Regions from separate parts of the Rattus norvegicus genome. Here region 2 is linked to region 1. A link is a contact called in public Hi-C data. All regions are on one chromosome and are shown on one strand. The core of a region is the stretch at or near the end of the contact, and the rest is flanking DNA. Distances in the headings are between cores, read along the strand shown. Region 1 holds the start of Med11 (mediator complex subunit 11). Region 2 holds the start of Zfp3 (zinc finger protein 3).

Region 1 (7,448 bases), core at 2,401-4,900:
TCTTTCTTTCTTTCTTTCTTTCTTTCTTTCTTTCTTTCTTTCTTTCTTTCTTTCTAAGAGGCCCCACACCATTCTAATTGCCCAGCCTTTGCCTCAGTTTCCTTTTTCTGGAAGCTTCCCTAGGTGCCTTTTGGTTAAGCCTGGTGCTCTAATTCGTGGGTCTGGTTTCCTCCTCAGCTACATGGGGCCTTTAATGGGCTCTTTCATCCCTTCATCCCAGAGGTACAAGTAAGCCTCCTGGGCTGCTTCTCAATGGCCTTTTCTTTGGCTACATTTATATTCTCTCTCTCTCTCTCTCTCTCTCTCTCTCTGTGTGTGTGTGTGTGTGTGTGTGTGTGTGCCTGAGTGTATGTGTGTCCACAGAGGCCAGAATGGATCCCCTGGAACTGGAGCTACAGGTAGTTGTGAGTCACCACATAAGTGCTGGGAATTGAACCTGGGTCCTTTGGAAGAATAACCAGTGCTCTTAACTGCTGAGTCATCTCTCCAGCCCCCAAAGATGCTAATCTTAAAAAACAAGAGAGAGGGGTTGGGGATTTAGCTCAGTGGTAGAGCACTTGCCTAGCAAACGCAAGGCCCTGGGTTCGGTTCCCAGCTCCGAAAAAAAAAACAAAACAAAAACAAAAACAAACAAAAAACAAAAAACAGAAAAAAAACCAAGAGAGAACAAATAAACAAAAACACATCGGTATTGTCCTGGGCTAGGGGTTATTTGCCAAGATGTATGAAGTCAAGAGAGCTGGCTGTCCAATTCCTTTGAATAAGCCTCTGAACTTTAGTACCAACTTTATCCGAAGTCCTATCCTACCACTAATTTCAGGGCAGTCTGCTCCCTAAAGTTTACCATTGGCTTAGTAACCATTCCATTGCTAAACCAGTTACCACGCAGCCTCTGTTCTCCAGCCAGCATCCAACGTTTCCACATTCATGCCCAGCTTCCCTTTCAGTACTGAGGAGAAAACTGGAAGCCCCAAACAAAGCCAAGCTACAGCGCCAGCATTTAGACTTTTGAGAACTAGTACTCTAGTTTTGCCTTGAGTTCACTATGGGGCCTAGTGTTAAGGTTACAGGAATACACCGTTACCTGCTTCTTCACTTTTTTTAGTTTGTGTTTTTCTTCTTTAGAAACAGGGTCTCATGGAGCACAAAACAAGCCATGAACTTGCTGTTTACCTTGAGAATGGCCTAGAACTTCTGATCCTCCTGCCTCTGCCTGCCGAGTTCTGGGGTCATAGGCTAATGTGCCCTGTTTCCCATTCCTCTTTGTTGCTTTTGTTGTTGTTTTGTTCTTTGTTTCTTTTTTTTTTTTTTGAAGATTTATTTATTTATTTAATGTATATGAATACACTGAGCTGTCTTCAGACACACCAGAAGAGGGCATCAGATCTCATTACAGATGGTTGTGAGCCACCATGTGGGTGCTGGGATTTGAACTCAGGACCTCTGGAAGAGCAGTCAGTGCTCTTAACCACTGAGCCATCTCTCCAGACTTCCCCCACCTTGCCCCTGCAAACTTTTAAAATTAATTCTTTGATAATGTTGTACAATATATTTCAAACATATTCATATCTACTACTCCCTAATCCACCCTCCACCCTTTTACTTTGTGTGTGTGTGTGTGTGTGTGTGTGTGTGTGTGTGTGTGTGTGTGTCATGTGTGCTGGCACATCTGATTTCCTGGAGCTGAAGGTATAAGCAGTCGTGAGCCGTCTGATATGATGCTGGGAATTGAATTCAGGTCTTCTGAAGAGCAGGCAGTGCTCATAGCCCGGGCGTCTTTCTAGCACCCCAGAATACATTTCGATTACTTAGCTTACGAGTTTTCCTGTCCCCTGTTCCAGCTTCATGCCATCCCTCAGCTCCAATAACATTCCACGCCCTCCACATAAACACAACTCCTTACTGGACCTCAACCACACCAGGACCCTTCACGTCCCATCTCTTAGAGGATACCATTTTCCTTTTCCACTACGGCCTCTCATCTACCTCAATAGCCTTAGAGTTCAGTTCAAGAACCACTTGCTCAGAGAATCCCCTTCCAGGGGCTGAAGGGAAAGCTAAGTGGTTAAGAGCACTGGCTATTCTTCCAGAGGACCCAAGTTCAATTCCCAGCAACCACACAGTGGCTCAAAACTGCCTATAGCTCCAGTTCTAGACAATCCAATGTCCTCTTCAACCTCCATAAACAATGTGTGCTCATCATTCACACACATACAGACAAAACACCCCTACTCACCAAGTAAAATAAATAAATCTTGGTGGGCAGTAGCAGTGCATACCTTTAATCCCCATACTCAGGAGACATAGGAAGGCAGATCTTGGTGAGTTCGAAGACACCCTGGCCTACAAAGCAAGTTCCACGACAACCAGGGCTGCAAAAAGAAACTCTGTCTTGAAAAAAAAAAAAACTTTAAAAAAATAAAATAAAAAAGCTAACAAACACCATTGAATGAGAGAACATTTTCTTTATCTCTCTATCCATAGAGCCTCCTAATTGATAATCAGAGGGAAGGAACCAGGTCGTGAAAATTAGCTGGGCTCAGGATCAGGAAGAAGCTTTTGGGAGAATGGCTTAACATGCCAAGTCATGCTTTCTTTGGGAGAAGTTGGCCATCCAAGAGCCCATGTATGGAGGAACACAATTGAACTCCCACCGTCATCTCCCGGCCCAGGGCCAGTGCTTAATAACAAGTTCCTATAAATGCAATAAGTCCACCAGACTGTCAATTATATCGGACAGATCTGAGTGGCTTTGAGCCACAGGGATGTTTCAGTGGTGGTTCATACCTTTAATCCCAACATTAGGGAGGCAGAGGCAGTAATACTCAATTTGTGGGAAAGCGGATAAGGGGAAGACTAGTGCCCAAGTCACGTCTGGCTATTCTTTTTCAATTAGCCAATTAAAAGTGGAAAGTCAGAAAAGGAGACTTATTCAATGTGGCCACATTGGGAAGAGTGTGACAAAGAGATCTGGCAAGCCCCCTCAAGTCAGTCTTCAGGGTGCTGACACATCAAAGTTTAAATAGAGCAAGGCTGTGAACATCTAAGTAGTCTGTTCAAGGTTTGTGGTCACACCCACCACTGACTATATCTGGGCTTCAGTCTCATCCTGTAAAGTGGTCTGACAAGTTGTTAGAATTGTGTGAAATGTCTTTCCGGAAAACAAGTTCCCCCTCTGGCGGGGAACCTTTCTTTCTCTCAGCATGAGATTCCTAGGGAGATTCTCGTTTCTTTGGTGGCCATTGTTTCAATAACCTGATAGTCAAGACTGAAGAGATACAAGTATCTCTTTAGACTAGCTTCATTTTTTTTTCTTTTCTTTTTTTTTTCAGAGCTGGGGACCGAACCCAGGGCCTTGTGCTTGCTAGGCAAGCACTCTACCACTGAGCTAAATCCCCAACCCCGACTAGCTTCATTTTTGACAGACCTATTACACCGGAGGATCTCTCTGAGTTTCCAGGCCAGGTTGGTCTATACTTAGACCCTGTCAGAAAACAAAAGTCAATAACCTCCTCTTTCCACCCCTGGTCTGGCCTGGCATTAGAGCACTGGCAGTCAGACTAGACCAGGTAGACTCCGAAGCGCGTTGAGCATCCTGGGAATTGTAGTGTTCGCTACAGTGGCCTCTGCGCAGGCGCACAATAACAGGCATTTCCGGGCCTTGGCGCCGCACCTCGCAAAAGACAGCCTGCGGGGCTTTCCACTGGAACGATGGCTACCTACAGCCTGGCGAACGAGCGGCTGCGCGCCCTGGAGGACATCGAGCGCGAAATCGGCGCCATCCTCCAGAACGCAGGTTTCGGGAAGCGAGGAGCGGACGGGAGGGGGAGAAGACCAGCCCCGGACTCTGCGCGCAATTGGGGCGGGACACTGAATGCTGGCCTTAGGGCGGAGCTAAGTCTCCAGCCTGAGTCTAATACCGCCCTCTACCCGCCCTGGCAGGAACAGCAATCCTGGAACTGTCCAAGGAAAAAACGAACGAGCGTCTCCTAGACCGGCAGGCGGCAGCCTTCACCGCTTCTGTGCAGCACGTGGAGGCAGAGCTGTCCGCTCAGATCCGCTACCTCACCCAGGTGGGTGTGTTTAGGTACTGGGCGGGGACGCCAGCTCTCCAGCACCGCCCTAGCCTTAGGGATTCCTTGAGCTTTTAGTTGGGTAAGACTCTGCCTTTTACGCGATTGGCACTTGCATTTCAGGGCTGGTTTAGTCTTCTAAAAGCGAAGGATTAAAAATGTCCAGGGTGTATAAACAATACCGTAGCCAGACCTAGTGGCACAGGTCTGTATTCTCAGCTACTCAGAAGGCTGAGGCCGGAGGATCACAAGTTCAAAACTTGTCTGGGCAATTCAGACCCAGTAGATAGGTAAAAAAGAGGACTTGGAGTTCTGTGTGAGAGCACTTGCCTACCATAAAGAGGCCCCAGTACTGAACAAAAATAAATAAATAAAAGCAAAGCTGAAACTATTGAACTTTGTTCCCAGAAACTTGGCATGGTGTCCTGTGTGAGGCCACATATGCTTGGGGACTAAGGAAAGGGACAGCACTAAGTGGCTTCCAGAGTCCTTATACTGTTTACTAGCATTTGTGGTGTGCTGGTCACTCTGCAGTGTCTTATCCTACAACTCTAGGAAGTACTTGCTGTGGTCCCTCGTTCATAGATGAGGCTCACACAGGTTAGGTCTTTTGCCTTAGAACATTGAGTTACTAGACAGCTAATGTAGGTCAGACTAGGGAAAGATATGAGACCAGAGACCTAATACTGCCTGGTTATGGGTGGTCGAGAGAGGCAGTGCTCCACTGATTGATCTGTCTTGTAGGTGGCCACAGGGCAGCCGCATGAGGGCTCCAGCTATTCTTCCAGGAAGGACTGTCAAATGGCTCTCAAGCGAGTAGATTACGCCCGCCTCAAGATCAGTGATGTGGCAAGAACCTGTGAACAGATGCTGGAGAACTAAGTCAGGATGATCCAGAGTGTGAACTGCACCTTGGGACAGAACCCAGAGACCGGTAGGATGGGGAACAGAGTAATATCTACATGCCCTACTGGTTCAGGGCAGATGAGGACCACGAGTCCGAAAGCAGAACTGGAGACTCCAAAGCCCAAGTGTACACACAGATTTCTTCTGGCTCCTCCAGCAAGACAGCCCTGTTTTCCACTGTGCAAGCTGAGACAGGAGTCAGAGGTCAACTTCCAACCCACTTCCTCGTGTGCACCCTTCCCTGGCATTTCAGAAGACTTGGCCCAATAAAAATAAATGTATTCTTAGTAGCACGGCATGGTGGCTCACACCTGTAGCTCCAGTATTTGGAAAGCAGAGGTGGGAAGATTGCTATAGCTTGAGGTCAACCTGGGCTAAGTACATAGAGAGACCCTCCTTCAAAGAGAACTTACGTTCCTCATTGGAAGAAACAAAACAGGAACTAAGTGTCTCAATAATAAAACCTGTAATTTTTTTTTATAAAGCTCAGACTGTCTGTCTCTGTCTCTCTCTCTGTCTCTGAATCTGTCTGTCTCTCTATGTCTCTGTCTGTCTGTCTCTCTCTCTCTCTCTGTCTCTGTCTCTCTCTCTCTTTCTCTCTCTCTCTGGGATATATGTGAGGGACCCGAGAGATTGAGGACTTGAGTCTAGTTCAGTCTGTACAGCATCAATGTAGCGGCTGTGAGGAGGGGAAGTGAGAAAGCCCTAGCTTTCAGTGTGGGATTGGAGAACAGCTGACGGAGTCTGAAGAGAGACTTGTGGCCAGGAGACACCATCAGCAGTTCTGAAGGGACAAAGACCCAGCATCTGCAGAAGTCCATGATTCTAAAAAAGCCATTTCGCCTATGTTTATTTTATGTGTATGAACAATAATTTTATCATATGTGCACCGTGTACATATCTGGTGTCTGTGGAGGTCAGAGGAGGATGTCAATCCCCAGGAACCAGAGTTGCGGATGGTTGTGAGCCACCATGTGAGTCCTCTAGAGTCTAGAACAATTACTCTAACCTGCTGAGTTATCTCTCCACCCCTCAGCCAGTAATTCTAAAAGTAATCTTTAGTATTACAGTTAAAAACATAGAATTTGTCCAGTTTATTGTTACACAATGTAAAAAGCAGACACTTTTTAAAATTAATCTGTTAATGGGCAGGTTGAACCTCGAACTTTACACTCCACCTCTGACTGCACTTTTGGACCACATACTTGAGAGTATTACATTTTATTAGAGGCAGGGGAAAGGCTAGGGCAGAGGGGCTATGCAGATGTTATTAGTTGTAAAGAGGGTTTCCCAAGGGCAGTCCTTTAATCCCAACACTGCAGAAAGGCAGACCTTTCTGAGTTCTAGGACTGTCAAGGCTGAATAGTGAAACCCTGTCTCAAACAAACCAAAAAGAAAAGCGTTTAGTGAGTGTGTAAGGAGGCAGGGGACCTAGAGATACATAGGGAATTTGAGGTTGGCTTGGGCTAAATAAGATCTTCGCTAAACAAAACAAAAACCTGAAAATTTATACCTTATTTATGAAAGTAGACGAGGGCAGATGCAGTAGGATATATCTATAATCCCAGAATCTAGGAGGTCGGGGCACAGGCTCTGTAGTTCAAAGCTGTCCTAGATTACATAATGGCTACTTTGATTCAAAACATCACCAGAAAAAATGAGCTCAGATTCAGTTCGTTGATGGAGCCTAGCCTGCCAGTCTGTCTGCCACCTCTCCCACATCATCTCTCACGAGCTTCCATTCTTGCTACAGGCCCTGGGGTCTTGGTTCAACAGGTGTATAACAGAGCTGCAAACCTGGGACAGATAAAGACATGGGTAGATGATCTCAGAGATGAAGGAGAATTGAGGCAGGACATGAGCTGAATTGGGGAATCACATTCCTAGATATTAACATCAATGCCTAGAACATTCTGGCTGACTCTTCCCTCACAGCCCATGGTGCAGACAGCCTTCCCAGGAAGGCTCGAGGTCGGTGGGGGTGAGGTTTAAGAGTCCCGCTTACCTGAAGAGCTCTGCCGAGTCACTCTCCTGTTGCACAGCACACAGACCATGGCTGCCACGAGGAAGAAGACGATGGCCAGGAGGGATAGCACCGGCACCAAGGCTTGTGTGCCAGCACCAGCTCCTGGTTCTTTTTGCTGTTTGTGCTGTTTCTCATTTGCCTCAGCCACAGGCCTAGCCTCCAGACCATAGCCTGAAGGGAGAATGGTTGTTTCCCAGTGGCGGGTGAGCTCTTTGTTCAAGGATGGTGCTCCAGATGGAAAAGTGGACTGCTGGGTGCTCTGAAACTGTACAGCCGTGCTTGTGTCTGGAGGTTTCCCTTCTGTGGCCTCAGGGATCCGGGTACTGGCTTGAGGCACATGTTTTTGGTGGTGAAAACTCTGCCCATGACCGATTCCACATTCTGGAGAGAAAGCAAAAGATCAGCTGTTAGAATGGCCATAGAAGTGTCTTCCTCATGTCATC
Region 2 (7,448 bases), core at 2,696-5,195, 310 kb after region 1:
ATCTAACTGTGTTTGTGCACAGGAGTGCAGAACCCTTGGAGGCCAGAAGAAGGTTTCAGTTCTCCTGGAGCTGGAGTTACAGGTGTTGAGTCATTTGATGTGGGTGCTAAGAACCAAACTGGGGTCCTCTGCAAGAGCAGTGTGCACTCTTAAGCACTGAGACATCTCTTGGTGGCGTTTTTTTCTTTCTTTCTTTCTTTCTTTTTTTCGGAGCTGGGGACCGAACCCAGGGCCTTGTACTTGCTAGGCAAGCGCTCTACCACTGAGCTAAATCCCCAACCCCGGTTTTTTTAAAAAGATTTATTTATGTATTTGTTTGTATGCCTGCATGGCAGATAAGGTATCAGATTACCATTACAGATGGTTGTGAGCCACCATGTGGTTGCTGGGAATTGAACTCAGGACCTCTGGAAGAACAGTCAGTGCTCTTAACAGCTGAGCCATCTCTCTGACTGCCTCTTTTGTTGTTTTTAACAGTGTTGCTTGAAACATCGTTAGGAAATACACACTGTTTTTATAGGTAACTTTCTTGGTCAGCAGGGAAGGCCAACTAGATACCAGGATAAGCAACTTCTTTCCCATCTTCATGATGCATGATGGAAACAGGAATTGCATCTGAATCATATGTCCTGGTCACCTTCCCCCAGAAGAGCCCCACTGCTCCAACCTTGATTACTATTAAAAAAAAAAAAAAGATGGTGGGCAGGAAAATAGCCAGGATGAGATAATGCATTCCCTTTTTTTCTAAGTCACTTAGTAGGGTTGCACAAATGAAGCTTTACAGTGCAAGGGGAGAACTCTGAAGGGCCTCTCAGCACACAGATTGCTGTGTTTTGATCCCACAAGTCTGTGATTCAGAAAGTGTGTAGGAGGGGCCTGAGAACTTTTGTTTGCAGCCAATTCCCAAGTGATATCAATGTTTCTGGTTTGGAGATCAGAGTTTGTTATTGACTTTCTATCCTGGCCTTGACTTAGAATCATCTGTAAAGTTAAAACAAAAGGCAACCGGTGTCTAGATCTCTCTCTCCCTCCATCCCTCCATCCCCCCTCCCTTTCTCCCTTCTTCCTTCTTCCTTTTTATTTTTTTTTCTGAGACATGGTTTCTCCATGTATCCTTGGCTGTTCTAGAACTCACTCTGTACGGAACTCAGAGATCGACTTGCCTTGCCTCTCGAATGCTGGGATTAAAGGAGTGTGCCACCACTGCCCAGTGACATATTTTTCTATCAGTAAGAGAAGGTGACATAACATATAAAGAAATAGAAACACCAATTTATTTACAGGTGGGGGCAAATTCCCAATCTCTGCCTTCCCACAATAATGTCCCACTTACTAAAAAGATAAAGGGAGTAAATGCTGATTAATGAGTCCTCCCCTCCTCAGGGCTCCTGTGTGTGGCCCAAATCCACTCTCAGTATGGAGGCTCCTGGAGGAAATTTCTAGCATTCTATCTCCAGTACAGCATAAGACTCCATACTTTTAAAGACTCCCAGGTGAAGTTAGGTATGGCGGCACAAGCTTGAAATCCTAGGGTTTGGGAGGTAGAGGCAGACCTCAGGTGTATTGAGTTTAAGGCCTGCCTAGGTAACTTCAGTCTGTACGAGGTTTCAGGCTGTTGCAAGCCTGGTCACGCTGGTTTTTGAAGGATTCAGAAGACTTTGGAACTTTGGGCTAGAAAGGCAGTTGAATGTTTGTAATGAGACGTCCTAGTGGGAGCTTGGAAAACAGTGCTGATGACTCTTCAGACTGTGGAGGCCCAGCTCAAGGGGTCTCACAGAGCAGCAACGTTAAGCAAGTGGACTAGAGACTTATATTTTTGGCAAAAAATTAATGTTGCTGCCTTCTGTGCACGACAGGAGTTTTCAAGGCAGCCTAGTACTGTATCTGTCCTGTGGTTAGAAAGAACTCTTTTATGTGGATTACAATGAAAAACAGCAAATGGGGCAGACAGTTTTTTAAAAACGTACAATTTGAAGAGGAAAAACATGAGTAACAGGAAACATAAAGTTACACCCAATTCTTGTACTGAGAGAGATAATGAAATTAAGGAGACCCATTGTCTGCACTGAGCAAGACCCCTCTGGTGAAGCTTCCAATTTGTAAATAAAAAAGATCTGAGGATTTTTTTCTCTTTCTGTTCCTAGACAGGAACGGCAAACAAATTCTGCTGCAGATGTGACTAAGTGGGCCACCATCCATCCCAAGCTGGCAGTTGAAGTTGGCAGTGTCATCCCCATGGCGCTGACTTTAAGGTCATGAAGACCTGAGTAAAGCGGCCATGGGAACTTCCTCTGTGGTTTCAAAGAGCTGCTGAGGCTGGTGTAAGGCAGAATAGTCCCTGTGTAGGCCCTGAAGCCCACTGTGTGAAGCTGTGAAAGTGAAGCCTGCATTGTGTTGGAAACCCCATGCTGTTAGGGAGGCCAGGGAGAAGAGAACTGGGCAAGGAGAGCTGCATCTTGCAGTCAGCAGAGCTGGAGGGGCAGGACAGCCTCCTTTTATACCAGAAACAGAGCTAGAGAAGTTGGTGCTTTCTTGTTTTGGTTCAGTTATTTCTTCCCGGTGCCCCCATCTCTCCCTTTGGGATTAGTCATGTGTATTCTGTACTAGGATATGTTAAAGCATTGGGATTACAGTACTGGGGGTTGAATTTAAGGCCTACCTAGCACATTCTAGGCAAGTGTTCTACCTCTGAGCTATACCTTAGCCTCCTCTGCCTTTTCTCTGTTCAGATCTCCTTGTTCGGGCCTATTTCTTTCTTCTTTTATTTTATACACACCAGAAGAGGGCACCAAGATCACACTACAGATGGTTGTGAGCCACATCTGTTGCTGGGAACTGAACTCAGGACCTCTGGAAGAGCAGTCAGTGCTCTTAACCGCTGAGCCATCTCGACAGCCTGTTCAGGCCTATTTCAGAGACCATTACTTCAGAAAAGACCAGATTCCTCACAATGTCGTCCCAAACTGCACTACTCTTCCCTGATAGCAACTGTAAGAACAGTAAGGAAGTACTGTTCAGTTCTGTTTCTATGTAATATTCACCTCTGGACCAGTTAGAAGGAAGGATCATGTGATTAGTCAAGCCAGGGCCACCACTGTGCCCCAAAGGTGGGAGCTAGCGTCCATGTTTGCCTAACTGCAGACTATTGTGATATATGTCCAGTACATGGCCCTCAAAAAGGAAATCGATCACCTTGAGTTCAGCATTGAGACAAGGTATGAGGGTTCAGAGTCCCTCAGGCTAGCCTGTCTTACACCAATACCTTTGATTGGCAGCCCTACTATCTGCAACAACCTATAATTTTAGTTGACTCTGTTTAAATGCTCATATTAGAGTTGGGTGTTAAGTTAGGATGTTATCGAAGTGAAGAGACACCATGACCACTGCAACTCTTAAAAAGGAAGACATTTAATTAGGGCTGGCTTACAGTTCGGAGGTTTAGTCCATTATGATCATGGTAGAAAACATGGTAGCCTGTAGGTAGACAAGGTGCTAGAGAGGTAGCTGAGAGTTTTCTATATGTGATCACAGGCAGTAGGAAGAGACTGTGACACACCACCCAGGTTTGGGCTTGAGACCTCTAAGCTGGCCTCCAGTGACACAATTCCTCCAACTAGGCCACACCTACTCCAACAAGGCCACACCTCCTAATAGTGCCACTCCCTATGGGCCTATGAGGGCCATTTTTATTTAAACCATCACAAGTATATCATTTTAGGCCTCTAATCCCAACACCTGGGAGTAGAGGCAGGAGGACTGCCTTAAATTCGAGGCTAGGTTGAACTATTAATACACAATTAATTCAAGACCAGTCCTAGATGCAGAATAGGACGCTGCCTCAACCTCCCCACACACAGAGGTCTATTTCACTGGGCATGGTCACTCATTTCAGCACTTGGAAGGCTGAGGCAGGAGGATCACCACATTCATAGTCACATACGTGCTGTACTAAAAGATCAAATTTATTCAAGAAGACAGGAAGGCCAGCAAATAATGCAGTTCCTATTGCCTGAACAGGCTACGGAAATCACACTCGATCTTGAGATTTTTGTCAAAGCATCACTCCCTGAAGCCTTCCTAACCTCAAAGCAGGTCTCCCCCCTCGCTCCTAGAAGATGACATGCGCACCCTAAATCTAGGGTCCTCGGTTGACAGACTCTTGGAAAGTGGTAGGGAAGGCACAAATACCGCTGCTCAACACGTCCCCGCGGGAAGAGTTGCGGAGCTTCAAGTTTTCCAGCCCACGGAAACGCCAGGGGCGCGCAGAGCGGCTGCTGCGGGGCGGAAGTGCATTCCCGGAGCCGTTCTAGGAAACCGGGAGGACCCTGTGCGTCAGTGGTCCGGGGACGCAGTGGGTTTCGCAAGGTGCACCGGGACATTCTCGTAAGCCGACCACCCCTGCCCGGCCCGGCGAAGATGAAGTGAATTAGGGCGAGAGCAGCAGACGGGAAAGCTGGGACGGGTATGGAGGTGTGGACCCGATGGCCACCTGTTCCTCCCGCGAGTGGGACTCTCTCGGATTGGCCGCAGTGCCGCCCGGCACCGGAAGTGGCCGGTGTGGGTCGCCCGTGACACCAGACGACAGCTGCGGTTCTGTGCGCGCCGCGGTGCAGCGCCCCAGGCCCAGTGGAGTGAGCGTGGGCGGCATCCGCCAGCGGTGAGGCCTCTTTGGTTCCGTCATGCCCGGGGGAGGAGGGCGTGGGGCTCCCAGCTTGGAGCTGGAGTCCTGACTGTAGGCTCGCCCCTGACTGGGGTTTGCTGTACGACCTTGGACTTTATAGCACCCGGGGCTCCTACTCATTTGCACACGGAGAGGGTGGAGCCTGGGCACTGTCAGGAACGATACTAATTCTGCTTCCAGGCCTTGTCAGCCAGGGAAACTGGAGAAGCAGGGTCCAATATGGGCATGCCTACGACTTACGCCTATTCTCTCTCTCTCTCTCTCTCTCTCTCACACACACACACACACACACACACACACACACACACACACACACACACACACACACATTCATATATTCTCTCTCTCTCTCTCTCTCTCTCTCTCTCTCTCTCTCTCTCTCTCGCCCCCCTTTGGTATTGCATTCCGTAAGTATACTGCTAGAATGAGTAGCCCTCGTGACATGTTGTGACCTGTGCCGGCAGGCAGAACATTGTCTTATTAAGGTTAAAGAAAGACGATAGAATTGACTAAAGAGACGGCTCAGCAGTACTTGCCGCTCTTTCAGAGGACCCCGGTTTGGTTCCTAGCACTCCTCATATCATCTGTAACTCATGTGCATACACATCTGTAACTCATGGAGCAACACACATCTACACATAATTAAGAGTAATAACAATCATAAAGGAGACTGAATTGAGCACAGAATTGACGAAGTTCCCTTGATTCCGGGTACCAGAGAAGGAAAATAATAATGTCTTGGGAGAAAGAACTTTTTCTTTTCCTTTTTTTTTTTTTTTTTCGGAGCTGGGGACCGAACCCAGGGCCTTGCGCTTGCTAGGCAATCGCTCTACCACTGAGCTAAATCCCCAACCCCCGAGAAAGAACTTTTGTTGTTTTAGTTTGATTTTTTTTGAGATAGGGTCTTGCTGCATATCTCTGGCTAGTCTAGAGCTCACTATGTAGATCAGGTTGACCTCAGACTTTCAGAGATCCACGTGCTTCTGTTTTCCATGTGCTGGGATTAATGGTTTGTGCCACTATGCCCGGCTAAGAACTTATTCTTATATAAAAAAGCAATATCAGACACTGCCCTGGTCTCTTTAGGGACAATGATGAATGGAAACTCCAGTTAACCTTCAAAACAGCTGCAGACTTGTCACCCAGATAGCACACAAACCTCACTTAATATTTACCAGGTATCAGAAATGTGCTAAGCACTGAAATTAACAAGATGAGTAGAACATCATCCTTGTTCATGGTCTAGAGTAGTGCAACTCCTCTGAGAGCTGAGTGTCCCTGTTATAGGGTTGCCTAAGACCATTGGAAAACACAGATCTATACATTATCATTCATAGCGGCAAAATTATAATTATGAGGTAGCAATGAAAATAATTTTATGGTCGGGGTTCACCACAACATGTGTATTATAGGGTCGAAGTGGCATTAGGAAGGTTGAGAACCTCTGCTCTAGAGAAAAGCAAATGCATAATACGGTGGCATATTGTCTGTATGAAGAAGTAACACTTGTTGGGGCCTGCAGGTCAGAAGGAGGATGGAGGGGGGCTGCCCACATCAGCTGCATCTCGATGTTTGCTAAGTGCACAGGTGAGCAGCAGTATTCCAGGAAGTGAGAATGGTTTCTTTGCAAAGGCAGAGACATTTTAAAGAATAGACAGTGTTTGGCCTGCAGGATACTGAGCACACCTGCACCTGCTAGTTGTTGTTGGGGAATGTGAGGTGGGATGTGGGGAAAGGAAACAGGCTTGATTAGGAGAGCATTGTGAGCCGTAGGAAATAATTCATTCTGGAAGCTTCGAAAAGCATAACAAACAGGAAGTAACATGGAAACTGTAGTTAAGGAAAGGTGAGAAAGGGACTAGGGGAAAACCCGGCTTCGGAGGACCAAGGGCTCCTTCCTGCAGATGTTAGTGAGGACTTCCGGAGGAGGTGGGCCTTGTGCCAGATGAGTAATGGAATTTGGTTCACCCTGGCTCAAAAATATGCAGTTTTCATTAGCTGCTGTTCGTTAGCAGGTGTGCCCATCAGAACTTTCCGAATGAGGTTTCCGAGACTTTTCTCCTCCAGTGCTTTGCTAAGACAAGTCCAGGTTTGCAGAGTTGAGGACCCTATCCTAAGCTGTAGAGACCAGGTAGAGGTCTGCCTGTCATCCCCCAACATGAAAACCGACTGCTTTCAGCCTCCCTCCTCCATCTTCAGGAATAGCTCATGATTTAGCAAAGAGATGGGAAATGCTTGGGGAATATGCATTTAGGCCCTGGGGGCTTCTATATGAGAATGAGGGCTCATGTGTGGCTTTATTTCTAAGACCCTCTATATGAGTGGAGAGTGGCTCTGATTTCTATGTGAGAGGACACCTAGAAATTACACTCATTATATTCACTGGCAGAATACAAAGTAAATATAATAATGCGGAAGACTGAATTTGAGTCCCTTCCCCTTCGTTAGTTTTGTTTGTTTGTGATAGGGGCTCATTGTAGCTCAGACTGGCTTCAAACTTGTGACTTTTCTGCCTTAGCCTCCTGAATTCTAGGATTACAGATATGGGGTACCACACCCAGCTCCCATATCTTTTATTGTCTTGTTTTACTCTGATTAAGTGATTTTCCATATCTTGTGCAGGTATAGATTTCCCAAGTGCTGACTTCCTTTAAAACAAAACAAACAAACAAACTCTAGAAGGTGCTGAGCTAGGCATGACACTGATGTCTGTAATCCCAGGCACTCAGGTACTCTGGGGGGGCTGAAGCAGCAGCATTGTGAGTTG

What was found. Hi-C and Micro-C count contacts between places; a contact is called where the count stands out from the background.
Region 2: a Hi-C map of liver shows a contact between it and region 1, with 1.9 times the contacts expected there. The contact joins the promoter of Zfp3 here to the promoter of Med11 in region 1. A contact is called at or near these places in 2 of 12 Hi-C or Micro-C datasets (liver and mammary epithelial cells) and 1 of 1 datasets of contacts at active chromatin or transcription factors (oligodendrocytes).

What each region holds. Positions count from the first base shown.
Region 1 is chr10:55,659,306-55,666,753 of GRCr8, forward strand. It overlaps Med11 (mediator complex subunit 11), which reads left to right and starts at 3,651. Exons shown (of 3, transcript NM_001399586.1): 1 at 3,651-3,796; 2 at 3,943-4,073; 3 at 4,818-5,269. The coding sequence starts at 3,712. The coding sequence ends at 4,955. Cxcl16 (C-X-C motif chemokine ligand 16) reads right to left here. Exons shown (of 5, transcript NM_001017478.1): 4 at 6,985-7,386; 5 at 6,050-6,776. The coding sequence ends at 6,727.
Region 2 is chr10:55,973,082-55,980,529 of GRCr8, forward strand. Zfp3 (zinc finger protein 3) reads left to right here and starts at 3,946. Exons shown (of 2, transcript NM_001109034.1): 1 at 3,946-4,657.